Regions from separate parts of the Hordeum vulgare genome. Here region 2 is linked to region 1. Evidence: chromatin contacts called from public Hi-C data. All regions are on one chromosome and are shown on one strand. Each heading gives the region's core, a stretch centred on a gene start, on an enhancer-like site or on the middle of the called end of the contact. The rest is flanking DNA. Distances are from core to core; before and after follow the strand shown. Region 1 holds the start of LOC123449855 (plasmodesmata-located protein 3-like). Region 2 holds the start of LOC123449857 (54S ribosomal protein L19, mitochondrial-like).

Region 1 (6,789 bases), core at 1,561-4,060:
TAGAAGATACTACTCCCTCTGTTCCTAAATATAAGGCATTTTTAGAGATTTCAACATAAACTAGATACGGAGCAGAATGAATGAACCTACACTCCACTCGAAAATATGTCTATATAAATGCGTATATAGTTCACATTGAAATCTTCAAAATGGGTTATATTTAAAGAACGGAGGGAGTAGTAGTTTAGAAACGTTACCATGGAAACTATCCAACCAGGTCAGATTCTAAATCTGCGGCTAGCTGCAAACACTTATCAGATCACACAGGAGACTAATCTAAGATTACTTTCTGCATAGAAGGACTACATGTAGTTTCCTCTCAGGAAAACAAGAGAATCAATCAATGTACTCCTAGAACCCTACCTAAATTAAGCAACCAAGAGAGGGTGGTAATAGTGCAGCCCAAAGACAAAAAACCATCTTGAATTCCAACCGATTCACATGAGCCCCAGCCAGCCAGCCAGCCCCAAAGGAAAGAACAGTTTCTTTTTCTGAACTTGCCTCCTCTCCTTTACCCCTCTCTCTCATCTCTCATCTCTCATCGTGCATGCGATGTGGGTATGGCACCCCTCACACCACATGGCCAGAGAGAGGAACAAGAGCCAAAAAACAGTCCCCTCTGTATCCCACTCACCACCGTCCAACGCCCCTATCGAAAATGCACACCATGCCCCAATGCTTTCCCTTGTCCAGTTGCTACCTCCTCCTCCCTCCATGCCTCCAGGTCAGTAATCTGCAAGCAAGCACACAAATTGTTCAGGATAATATATATGCAGGAGATTTAGATTTTGGAGCAATGGTTGGTTGCTGCAAACTCAACACTGGCAAAATGAACAGTGTCGACTCACCGTCCTTCTTCTTGACCAGGCTTCGGGCGAAGAGCAGGCAGATGACCAGGAAACCCAGGGCCAAGGCTCCACCCAGCACGATGGCCACAGTCTTGGCCGTCTGCTGCCCTGAGATGGATGCACAAGGAGGAGAATGAATGGCCAAAGTTCACAGATCAAAATAAAAATCAAACTAGGGATGATGATACCACGTCTAATCATGGGTACAATCATACAATGCCTATCTCCAGTAAATCCAGAAAAGAAAAGGTCCTGGCATCAAACAATGTACGAGTACTACTGCTACTAGGTGCTAGTGGAAAACAGCTTTTCTCAAAGACCGAGCAGACAGATGCATAAAGAACTCGCTAATCTAGGCACCTGCTGCCATACGCTACTTCTAAGCTCAGAAACGAAGTAGTATAATGGAGTTATCAGTGATGATGGACTAAACAGTGCAAAAAACAAGCATAATTGACAAAAGAAAGCTGGAACAAGATCAGTTGAACGCTGTCCCTCAAATCTTAAGCTGACCAACCAAGAAAGAAACAAGATCATGCCACTGTCTGCATCAGAGTTCCACTTTGACATCGGGAAGATACGCTCATAAATCATAACTCCTACCTACCAAACACTGGACCATCCAATGCTTGTTTGTAATCCAAATGGTTAGCACCTGAGAGGGCACTAATCCATATTTAATAGTACTACAAATTCGTCCAGACGAGTGGCCAAAATCCACCAAACCAAGGAACACAAGGCGCTCCCTCAATCAATCCCCATCAATCGATTCCAAACCAGAGAATCATGCCAGGATCTCACCTACACATGTACTACAAACAAATCCACCGACAGCAGTTCACATGCTTAAACTAGCCAGTACTAGCAAGAATCATGAAGCAAGCTACACAATCCTACCACATTTTGCCCAAAGTGCTGAACACATGCAATCTAATATTCGCTATTCAGATTTCAGATTGGATCACTGCAGAATGAAGCGAATCAATATTCTAAGTGTGGTTGGAATGGAATGAAATGCGCCGGCAGAAATTAAATGGAAGCCAGGAGGAAAGGAAAGGAAAGGAAAGGTAGTATAGAAGTACCTCCGAGGCCGCCGCCGCCGCCACGGGGCACGCCGTGGGGGTAGTAGCTGTAGGTAATGTAGCACTTGTCGAGGTAGACCTGGCCGGAGGGGGCGCCGCCGCACTCGACGGCGACGCGCTGCACGGCCTGGGTGACGCAGTTGCTGCAGTCGACGTTGGAGAGGTCGCCCTCGCACTGCGCCAGCGCGTAGACCTGCTGGAAGCTGGTGGCGAAGAAGCCCCCCGCGCTGGTGCCCGCGCCCCCCTCGAGCTGGCTGAAGGCGGTGCCGCGGCGCGTCTCGAAGTCCGGGGCGCCGCCGTCGCCGCCAGCGCCGGAGCCGCAGGTCTTGAAGAGCATCTGGACGCCGGAGACCTGGGGGAAGCCGGAGATCTCGTAGAGCGCGAGGCAGCCGTTGAGCTGGACCCGCGCGGCGACGGCGGCGCCGCAGAGGTCGCGCCAGGAGGACATGGCCCGGGCGACGCAGGAGGAGCAGTCCGGGCCGGACAGGTCGCCGCGGCACTGGAAGAGGCCGAAGACGGAGGCGGAGGCCGAGGAGGCGGAGGCCGAGGAGGTCTTGTAGAACTTGGCGGAGGCCGACTGCGCGGCAAGCGCCGAGGAGAGCGCCGCGACGGTGGGCGGCGGGCTTCCCCCCGGGAACGTCTGGTTGGCGCAGCCCTTGTAGACGACGGCGTACAGGTCGGCGCACGACGCCGGGCGCGGCGCCGTGGAGAGGATGAGGGCGAGCACGGCGGCGGCGGCGAGGAGGAGGCCGCCGGCGCCCATCTGGCCGGGGGTCTGTGTGGTTGCCCTCGGTGTTGCGCCGGAAGCAGAGCTCACTCCACCACCCCCTGTTTTGGCGCTGGTCTGGCGGTGGTGGTGGTGTGTATGCGCTTGCGAGTTGCGGCCTGCTGCTGGTTGCTTCGCTTCGTTCTCTTTCTCTCTCGCTCTCCGCGTGTCAGGTCAGGTGGCTCCACACTTGTTTTGTGTGTGATTTATTTGGGAGGGGGCGTCCGTTTCAGCTGACGATGGTAATGCCGCGCAGTTAATGGGGTGGCAGAGAAAAGCACGCGTTTTTTTTTTTTTTTGGAACGGGGAGAAAAGCACGCAGTTTGGGTGAGCAGTGCTGCGCAAATCTGTTGGTTTGCTGTTGCGTTGCGTGCACAGGCCATGGACCGGATAACTTCTTGGCTCTACTAGTACGGCTCAAAGCTTGCAACGGCAGGAGGGAAACACGGAGGAGGGGACGCGAAACTGCTCTTTCGATTGGATAGGTATATGAACCATTTCTTTACTCTGACTCCATCGTCCGACCCCATCCTGTCTGTGGTCCCGTCCGTTCGAGGTAAAAAGGACAAACCTTTCGGCCCATCGCGGGACGGTCCGGATCCATCGTGTCTGTTTTATGTACGTAACGATCCATTTTCGAACGCATACATGCTCCCCAACGCTCGTACCGTGGAGCGACGTCCACCTCCCCAACGTCTGACACATCTCCGTCGACCGGGTCCCGATTCCGCCGGTGCCGACGAGCGGTCGTGCGCGCCGAGCGAGATCGAGCGCCGCCCCGCCTCCTTCCCGATGACATGTACTACGACAACAGCTACGCCGTCGACTTCACCCTGTGGGACACATGGCTCAGGAACGAGCACGACGTGCAGCGCGCCTCCTACTTCGCCGGCACGGTGTCGGGGTCGCGGCGGCCACGGGAGGTGCGCAGGCGTACACGGGTGCGCGGCCTCATGCCCACGTCGTCGCCTTCCCCATCTCCGTCACCACCTCCACCTCCTCGCATGACAGCGCAGGAGGAGGCCTGGCTCATGCAGCGTGTCATGGAGGACTTCATGATGACGCATGATGAACGCCAATGGCCGGGCCTAGAGGACGCGATGGCCCTCTCTGTGTCCGGCGACGTCGTCATCCACGAGCTGGTGAAGGAGGAGGAGGTGATGGAGGACGCCCCGGTGGTCGCGTTCCCTCCGGATCTAGTGGGCCAACAATGAAGCTGGTCGTGCACGGAGCCGGAGATGGCGCACGCAGTGGGGGCGTGAACTGGTGCCCCACGCCACCGCGGTCACCGGAGCGGGATGTCTCGCCACAGGAGGAGGTGTTGCACGCACCTGCCAGCTTCCAGCCCGCCCCCGCGCACCACGGACCCCGGCACATCCCTGGACGCCACTGGCCTACGTCGACCTCGTTAGCGACGGCGACGACGACGACACCGACGACCAGTGAAGACGTCAACGGTTACGGCATCAACGGGCTTTTTTTATGTTAATTATGTTAAACTGGGTTGTTTTTGTGGCCGTGAAAACTGGGCCGTTTTTTTATGTTAATGTTATGTTTTAAGTTTTTTTAAGTGCGTTTATTTACTTTTTAGTTAAGTTTTTCTATTTTTTAATCAAGTCCAACACGGACATGGTTTGGGATGCGGCCGCGTGGTGGGCACATGCACGACCCAACAGACAAAAGCGGACATGGACGAACCTATTGTTGTCTCAAACGAACAAAATCCGGTCAAACCGGACATCCGTTTCGGATCGTGCGGTGGATTTGGCCTAAGTCTCCCCTAATAATAAAGCGCGCAACGCTTTTGTTGTCCGTCGTCGGTCATTTTGCAGAAAAGTCCTCGCAGTTTTATATAATTAACTCGCAGTCCAATTTTAAGTCACAACGACCCGTTTTTGTCATTTTGCAGAAACACCCTCACAGTTTTAGATAATCAACCCGCAGTCCATCTTTTAGTCATAGCCGAATCGTTTTTTGCATTTTTTAGAAAACTTTCTAATGTTTCACGTATTCAACCCGTCCTCCCTATGTAAGTCAGCCGAAACGTTTTTTTCCGTTTTAAAAAAACTGACTTTTCAGTTAATCTATCCATATTTTATCTAAAACAAAATTATCCATATCTTTTAAACCGTAACTCTGATTTTAACATGTTATATATGAAATTTGATTGAAAAAATGTGTAGAATCTAAATAGAATGTTATTTTTAACTCTTGAATACTTCTTATATATTATTTTTGATGCAAATTTAATCTGTAGTGCACGTTCCTTTTTTTTCTCTTTCCGGCGATCAAACGAATTGCAATAAACATCCATTAAATTAAAACCAAATTGAGAGGAAAGAAAACATCGTTAACCACACATGCACACCTTTGTAAAATCTCGTAGGGAGAAACAACATATTTTTCATCTTATTCCGACTGACTGTACATTCAAATGCATTTTCGTTATGTGTGCACTGAGGTCATCGTCGGTAACACAAATGTGATGTCATGTGAAAATATATTGCGTTCAGAACGTGTGTTATTTTTTTCTTTCGTTGCAACGCACGTGCTTATTTGCTAGTATACATAAACCATTTTCTTAGAGGACAATGTCCATCTCTTACTCGACTTGTTTTTTTTTTTTTTTTTGACTTGGTAGTGAAGCACCATGATAACGATAATGATACTCGATAAGTAAAGATGGCTTGGTCTGGTGGAAAGGGACGCCGAAGCTTTGCCGATGGAGACGACGGGACTGCGAGGGGTGGTGAATATGATGGCAACCTTTTGAATAAACTCTTCTGTCTTCAGATCGGCACGAGAGCGACGCTGGCGGCGAAAAACAATCCATCTGCTACCGCTAGCAGTCATGGTAATAAGTGCAGTGCGTACGGGGTTTGGTGAGCAAGACGACCATGTTTCCGCGTACGGTGCCTGGAGCGATGCACGTACGGTGGCTGCGGGTGGGGGTTTTTGGGTCCCGGGCGTCAAGGGTTGCGCCGTCTTGGCATCTGCGCAGAGTCTCTCGCACACGGGGTTGAGGGAAATTCCAACCGGGCGAGCGATTTCGTTCTTTTTTTTTTTTCCGTTTGGTTCGGTCAACGGACACGAACGTCCGTTTTCGTAAATGTGTCGGCTCGTGCGATCAATATTGGTCGTTTCGTCCGCGAAAAGAAACATATACATAATTAAAAATTAAAAACGGGCCACAAAAGTCGGCGATACTCCACGTGTCGCGTCCGCATTACATTAAATAAAAATTAAAAAAGAACATAAAACTGCGTCCATGCAGCCCTAGGCGGCGTCGGCATCGGCGTCGGAGCCGGTGAGGCCGACCAGCGTTGGTGCGGGGCCGGCCCAAGGGAACTCCGAGTTCCAGAACGCAACTGCCTACGCCTTCATCGTCTGCCCCGTCGGTGCAGGCTGTGGTGGTGGTGGTGGCAGCGCAGCAGCACGAGCACGCTCATCCTCCTCCGTCTTCCGTCGCTCCTCATCCTCCTCCTTCTCCAGCTCCATGAGCCGCAGGCCTTCGGCATACTCGGCCTGCAGGTGCACCAACCTCCAATGCTCGAGGTAGGCCTGCTCCTACAGCGGGGTCGCACCCAGCCAGATGGGCGGCGCACTCACGAACTCCTGACAACGTCGGTCCACTGGTAGACCTCCCGCGGCAGCTCGAGCTCCGGCGGAGGTGGCACGACGCTGTCGCGAGCGGCTGATAGTGCCATGGCCTCCGCGAGCTGCTGCACGTCGCCTCCTCTTCGGCCATGCGTCGCGCTTCTTCCTCGCTGTCGCGGAGGACACCAGCGAGCGCCGCCTGGTAGACGGCCTCAGCCTCCTGGTCCTCGTCGCTGACGACAGACGGGGGGCGGCAGAGGGCCTCCTGGCTGCACTTGGCGCACGCCATGTGCGGCGCTGCTCCTCGTGCTCCACCGCGAACCACGCCTCCCATTTAGGGGAGTCAGTTGCGTATGTGGGATCTCGCCGCTGCTCCGCCATCAGCATACGCCCTCGCTTGGTCACCTCCTATGCATGCACTCGCGTCGACCGCGGCACGGCCGGCACCGGAATCCTCTCCGGATCCAGATGCCAGTCGTGCGGCAACGTGACGTCG
Region 2 (6,464 bases), core at 2,816-5,315, 240 kb after region 1:
GCAGAGGCCACCCGCACCGGCCATTCCCGCGCCCACACACCCCACGCTCGGCTCGGCCGTGCTTCACATGCCGGTGCCGGCCAAGCCCAAGCCGCCGTTCCTCTCCTCTCCTCTCCACCACCTATAAATCCGAGGCGCTGCTACACGCTACAACAACCTCCAACAACAACCAGCGTCAGCGGCAGACCCTCGTGCTGTAGCCTGGTCCTGAACACAGCTGCTCGTGCCGGTGCCGGTGCCAGCGGCAGCCAGAACGTGAAGCGATGCTGGTGAGGAGCGCGTCCACGCCGGTGCTCGGCGCGCTGCACGCCACCTCCGGGGCCGGCGGCGGCGGCGGCGGCGGCGGCCACTCCCCGGCCGTCCACTTCGCCGAGTCCTCGCCCACGGTCGCGTACCACCCGTCGCCCATCTCCTGCAGCCTGTCCTCCGACCACGAGCGCTCTCGCGGGGGCGGCCTGCGCCGCGCGTGCTCGGACGGCAACCTGGCCGCGCTGGGCGGCCGCGCGGACGACCTCCACCACCACCACCTGCCGCCGCGGTCCAGGCCGGCGCTCGAGACGATCCGGTCCTTCACGGCGCGCGACGGGGACAGGGACGAGGAGGAGGAGGATGAGGACGATGACCGAGAGACGAGCTTCGGGGCGCTCGGCCTCGGCAGCAGCATGCACGCGCAGGAGCACCCGCTGTTCCTGGCCAGGGGCCTCGGGATCGACCGGCTGGGGTCGGGCCTGCTGAACGCCGACTGCGGCGGTGCCGGCGGCATCGACGGCGGCGGCTACCTGGTGGCCTCCGGCGGCGGGGGAGGGGACGGCTCCGGCATCGAGATCCACTACAAGAGGCTCATCGACGAGGACCCCTGCAACGGCCTCTTCCTCAGGAACTACGCGCAGTTCCTCTACCAGGTAAGGCACCCACCCTCGCTGCTCCACTCTCGCCATTGCAGCTCAGATCTGGAGATGATGATCGGAATGTCGCAGGTGAAGGGGGATCGCCGGAGGGCGGAGGAGTACTACTCCCGCGCGATCCTGGCGGACCCCAACGACGGCGAGCTGCTGTCGGAGTACGCCAAGCTGGTGTGGGAGGTGCACGGCGACGAGGAGCGCGCCTCCAGCTACTTCGACCGGGCGGCCAGGGCCGACCCGCACAACACCCACGTCCTCGCCGCGCAGGCCGCCTTCCTGTGGGACACCGACGACGGCGCCGGCCCCGGCCCCGAAGACGGCGACGATGCCATGAGCTACGCCGGGTTCCCGGCCGCTCACCCGTCCATGGCTTCCGCCACGAGCTGAGCTGAACCTCGCCGCGGTCTCTCTGAAGCTGAAGCCGACGCTGATCGGAGCTAGTGTAGCTGCTTCAGCACCAGTAGATTCTCTCCCAATAATTCCTAGTCGTCCAGACTCCAGCCTGCCTGTATTGCTTGCTATAGTGAACAAGTATATTCCGATCCCCTCCGGTGTTGCATTTCTTCAGTCAGATCTTTTTTACTTTAGTAATCCAGATTCAGTTAAGGAAATTCAGCTCATGGTCCAGAGGAGAAACAGGAAAAAAAAACCTTCCTAAGAAAGGATTGTTTAGGGCCAAAGTGTAATGTGACCCAAGATATCTTCAATTAAACTAAAACCGGTGCAACAAATAACAATGAAACTACTGAGTGGAAATCTACAACACATGCACGTCCTACCAGTATGTGGAGAAGAGCATTATTGAAAGCTACAACACATTCATGCCCACGATACCTAAAATGAAGTTCAGTTACAACGCCCACTTAGCATGCCAGCATCTTGACATGGAAGGCGCTCAAGTTGCCATTTCAACAAGTTCAGTGCAAAATACTTCAAATTTGAACTAAAACCATGACATTTATTTTGGAACAGGGGGAGTAGTAGAGGGAGGCAGAAACTTACTACCCGACCACCACCAAATGGTTACACTGAAGAAAACTGTCACATGATACAAACTGATCACCAAGACGGGCGCCGCCAGATTTCGACAGATAAATCCCATCCCTACCTTTCTTTCAAATCAGACGAAACTAGACTGGCTGTAGATGAACACAAGATAAAAAAATATGCCTGAGAGCTAGTCCAGCCAGACCGGTCAGAGATCCTTCACGATTTCAATGCCCATGGACTTGGCCGTGCCGATGATGGACTTGCACAGGGCCTCGAGGGACATGTGCTTGCAGAACGGGTCGGACTGCTTCAGCTTTGCGATCTCATAGACATGGCGGAGCGAGAGGGACGTCACCATGTTGTGGCCCGGACGGCTGCTCGCGCTCTCGATGCCCGCCGCTTTCTTGAGGAACCATGAGACCGATGGCGACTTGACCACAAACTCGAAGGTGCTGTCCTTGTAGGCGGTCAGCGTGACTTGCATCGGAGTCTCTGCCTTGTACTTCTGCGTCCTGGCGTTGAAATCCTTGCAGAATGCCATCAGATTGAGCCTGTAGAAACCCAGAGCTGGTCCGACAGGTGGTGCCGGGCGGGCTGCTCCAGCAGGAACCAGGAGGCGGATTGTTGCTAGAATAGGTTTCCGTGTTGCCACATCTTTAAGTGTTGCCATGTTGCTCCTTTAGCAGATCTGCGGTAAAAACTGGCATCAATCAATATGGCATGTTTACAAAGAAACTACTCATAACAAATTATCAGTAGCTAGTGGGACATAATAAGTAACCAAAATGAAGATCCACTCAAAAGAGTAATTTAAGTGAAGAACAAACAAGGATTTCTGAAACAAAATGTTTTTGTCAAAACAAAAAGGTTTCTGAAGTAAACTCCAACTGTTCTTAGTCCGCCTTCTTAGAAACTTACTTGAAAAAGGTGTACGATTTCCCACAAAGAAACTATGTGACCAACAATGGATGAACAACCATGCAATTGCTTGCAAGAATGCCCCCAAAGAGACTGTTTTGGCTATGTGACCAACAATGGATGAACAACCATGCAATTGCTTGCAAGAATGTCCCCAAAGAGACTGTTTTGGTAAAGAGGGTCCTTCAGCAAAAGCATGGTATGCAAGGCATAAAATGCAGACTCCTTAGTTACTTGCCTCCAAACATTATTCTGAACTAAAACACCACTTACCAAACATACCATAAGTCTAAGATAGGCTAATAACCATAATTGTATGTCTAAGTGACAAATTCAGACCTCATCAGTTACTTGCCTCCAATCACTACTCTGAACTGAAAACGCCATGTAACAGACATACCATAAGGCTAAGATAAGCTAAATACACAATACTTCTATTCCCTTCAGCATAGCCATAGGAACATAGCACAACATCTCCCACTTGGGAAATTCAAACTACGCCACAACCGTTAATGTACGAACTTTAACAAAGCAGGTACAGAACAAAGTTCTTCCTAGAAATGTAATGCTTCAACCATGTTTCAGCCAAACCTCGTGGTGCAATGGTATCTAAATAATCAAGATTTTTACATTCACATTAAACAACAACTATCTGCAGGGCATTTTCCAGTAAATTGAGATAAAAGAGAAGGCTCTGGCTCTTTAAACCCAAAATGACCAAAGAGACTGTTATTGACGGTGTTTGGTCAACAAAGGCATGCATCTAAGTGACAAATTCGGAGTTCATATGTTCCACGCCTTCAATCATCACTCTTGAACTGAAACGACACGTTCTGAACATAAATAAGGCAAAATTATGCCTAGTACGTACAAAATAGTTGCATCTAAGTGACAAATTCGAGTCTGCCGCCAAGAAGGAGCACTCTCTGCGGCAGGAGTTCCAGTACGGGGTTCCTTTAGATCTAAACACGCAAATCTACGCAGACCCCATGGACATGAAGGGGATACCAAAACGGCGGCGTTCTTGGCAGCCGCGGGCGCTCGGCTAGAGTTTTTCACGGGACGAGAACCTGAGGTCAGATCCCGTTGTGACGGAGCAAAACTGACCTGCGTGTACGTCGTCCGGTCGCGCGCCGCCGTAGCTGCCGCCGGCCAGCCGCCTTCCGCACGGGGAGCAGAGCACGGACGGAGGTTGGAGAATGGCTGCGGCTGGGCTAAAACCCTAAATCGGCCTTCCGTCGTCACATTATGCAGACCCAACAAGGGGAAGGAGGACCGGGATGGGCTGGGGAATGTACACAGGGGAAGCGAGCCCAGCAGAGCAGGGTGGGCCGGCCTTGCCTAGTCGAACGAAGAGATGTGGATATTACTTTCTCTATCTTTTATCTTTTTACAGTTTTGATTGACTGAGACTTCGTTATGTTTCAATGGATGCTATAATCCTTCGGTCTTTCATGAAAGGTTTATAAAAAAAATATGTATGTTTTATCACTTGATTGAGATTTGGTTAAGTCTCAGGCATGTGAGACCTAGCCACACCCATCTTTGAAGATTTCAACACTCCTTATTAGACAGTAATCAAAGTAGCATCGCTTATAAGCATGTGGTCTCAACAAAAAGTACCAGCTCATACAAATCTAGCAATTCAAACCAATTCACGCTCTACTGAATTTCCTTCTCAATGGCAGTGCTCATACCAAACTTGAGAAAAACTCTCGAGCTATGTGATAACAATCCTCAAATATTGCAGATGCTGCCTTAAAGAAGTTGCCAACTTTCTTGAAATAACCTTCTATATATTAGAATTTATGATCAATCTTGTGCATCAGAAGGACTGAGCCAGATTCAACCCAAAGCAAAGAGCCGTTATGTCGTTTCCTGCTATTAAGAACTTGCCTAAGCTGTCAAGTAGAACCGCATGCACCGTACCTTGGAGTATATCCGGATCATGAGCAGTGTCTACGCCGAGCATAAAAAAATTCTGCTACCCCATTTAAAAAAAACTGCTCCGAAATACAGGTTTTTTCAGGGACGCAGCTATTCTCAACTAGAGCTGAAATGAACCCGTATGAATAGTTAAATCCTAAAAGTAAAAAAAAAATTGCACAAAAATCTGAATATTTTTGCATGAATCATTGAAAAAAATAAGCATCTTCAACAGACGCGCCAAATCAAATGTACGTTCCCTGGGTGCGGAAAAAAGTGTCGAGCAAAAAAAAGGGCGCGCGTGCGCGGGAAAAAGCCGGGGTGGGGGGGATGGGCAGTAATTTTGCCGCGTGCGGACGCGCGCTATAAATTCAGCGCCCCTTCACTGTTTTGCCTCGTTACGCGCCTTCTTTCTGCTCTTCCTCGCCACGCGCCCTCTCCGTCGCTCTTCTTTCTCGCCTCGCCGCCGCCAGGGAAGCTCGGGCTACCGCGGCGTCCGCGCGCGCCCCTCCAGCACCTTCTATGTCGAGATCCGCTTCGGCGAGATGCGCCTCGTGGGGAGATGAACTTCCCCGAGGTGATGATGTTAGAGTGGGCGCAACGGCTAGCGCCTCCCCCACGGCTTGTCACCGAAGAGGACCGTCGCCAGAACCATAGGCAGGAGCACTGCCTCAGCATCGCTGAGATGGACGAGAAGGCAATGGCGGTGCGGAGCCAATAGTTCCCGCGGGACTTCTTCGACGAGCGTGAATTGTTCACGCAAAGGAGGAGAGGAGCACGAAGCGAGCCGCCTATCACGAGGACATGCGTATGCAGAAGCAGGCCGCGCTCTTTAACATCGAGCTTAAAGAAACATCGACCTAGGACCCCAACGATGAACGGTGGGCTGACGCATCACGACGGAGGAGTCGGAGGAGGACACCAGCGAGTCGGATGAAGACGTCGAGGAGTAGTTTTTATCTTTTTTATCTATGGACTATGTTTTTATCTTTTTTATCTATGGACTATGTTTTTATCTATGAACTAACGATGATGAGTAGTTTCTATATATGAACTATGGTTGAAATATGAGCGGCGCGCTGTATTTTTAGTGCGCCCGCTAAAGCGCTACAACGACGCGCTAAAATTTGCAGCTTCCAATGCATCACCTGCCTACTTGGACAAAAAACATTACACACGCTGTATTTTCTTGTATGGGCAGTGCCTCTGCGTATGTTGAAGATGCTCTTAGGCCCTCTTAAAGTATCACTGTTCTACCCATGCAAGTCCACATGCACAACACGCGTGTGTATAAAGTAAAGATAAACTAAAATCTTAATACTAAAAAGTGCAGTTGTACTATTTGGCTTAAACAAGTGCACCCTCACGTGGAAGTGTGCATAAGTCCTTACACTTTATTTTGTTTTGTTTTTTAAAAATATTATAACTTTTGAACCGAGTCTCAGAACGACGATCCATTTTTCACGGTTGTGTTTCACACGACGGGCACGGTTCAAAAGTTATAGTATTTCAAAAAAAATAAAACAGAATAAAGTGAAAATGACCTGTTGTAAGTACAGCTGCATTTTTTAGTATTTGAGTTAAAATATTAATATTTTATGAAAATTTGTAGTAGAAACGAATGGGTGAGCAAATGATGAGATTGAGCTAATTTTACAACACACTCTCAATCCTATTCCGGGGGTTGCCTTCCTCCCCCGGCTACTTCCATCAAAACCATGCCCGTCC

The links. Hi-C and Micro-C count contacts between places; a contact is called where the count stands out from the background.
Region 2: a Hi-C map of seedling shows a contact between it and region 1, with 3 times the contacts expected there. The contact joins the promoter of LOC123449857 here to the promoter of LOC123449855 in region 1. A contact is called at or near these places in 2 of 6 Hi-C or Micro-C datasets (leaf and seedling).

Annotation. Positions count from the first base shown.
Region 1 is chr4H:592,846,592-592,853,380 of MorexV3_pseudomolecules_assembly, forward strand. LOC123449855 (plasmodesmata-located protein 3-like) reads right to left here and starts at 2,811. Exons shown (of 3, transcript XM_045127206.1): 1 at 1,931-2,811; 2 at 849-956; 3 at 260-733. The coding sequence starts at 2,693. The coding sequence ends at 726.
Region 2 is chr4H:593,090,267-593,096,730 of MorexV3_pseudomolecules_assembly, forward strand. It overlaps LOC123449857 (54S ribosomal protein L19, mitochondrial-like), which reads right to left and starts at 4,066. Exons shown (of 2, transcript XM_045127209.1): 1 at 3,918-4,066; 2 at 1,701-2,580. The coding sequence starts at 2,562. The coding sequence ends at 2,098. LOC123449856 reads left to right here. Exons shown (of 2, transcript XM_045127207.1): 1 at 1-902; 2 at 978-1,447. The coding sequence starts at 264. The coding sequence ends at 1,289. It also overlaps the pseudogene LOC123450865.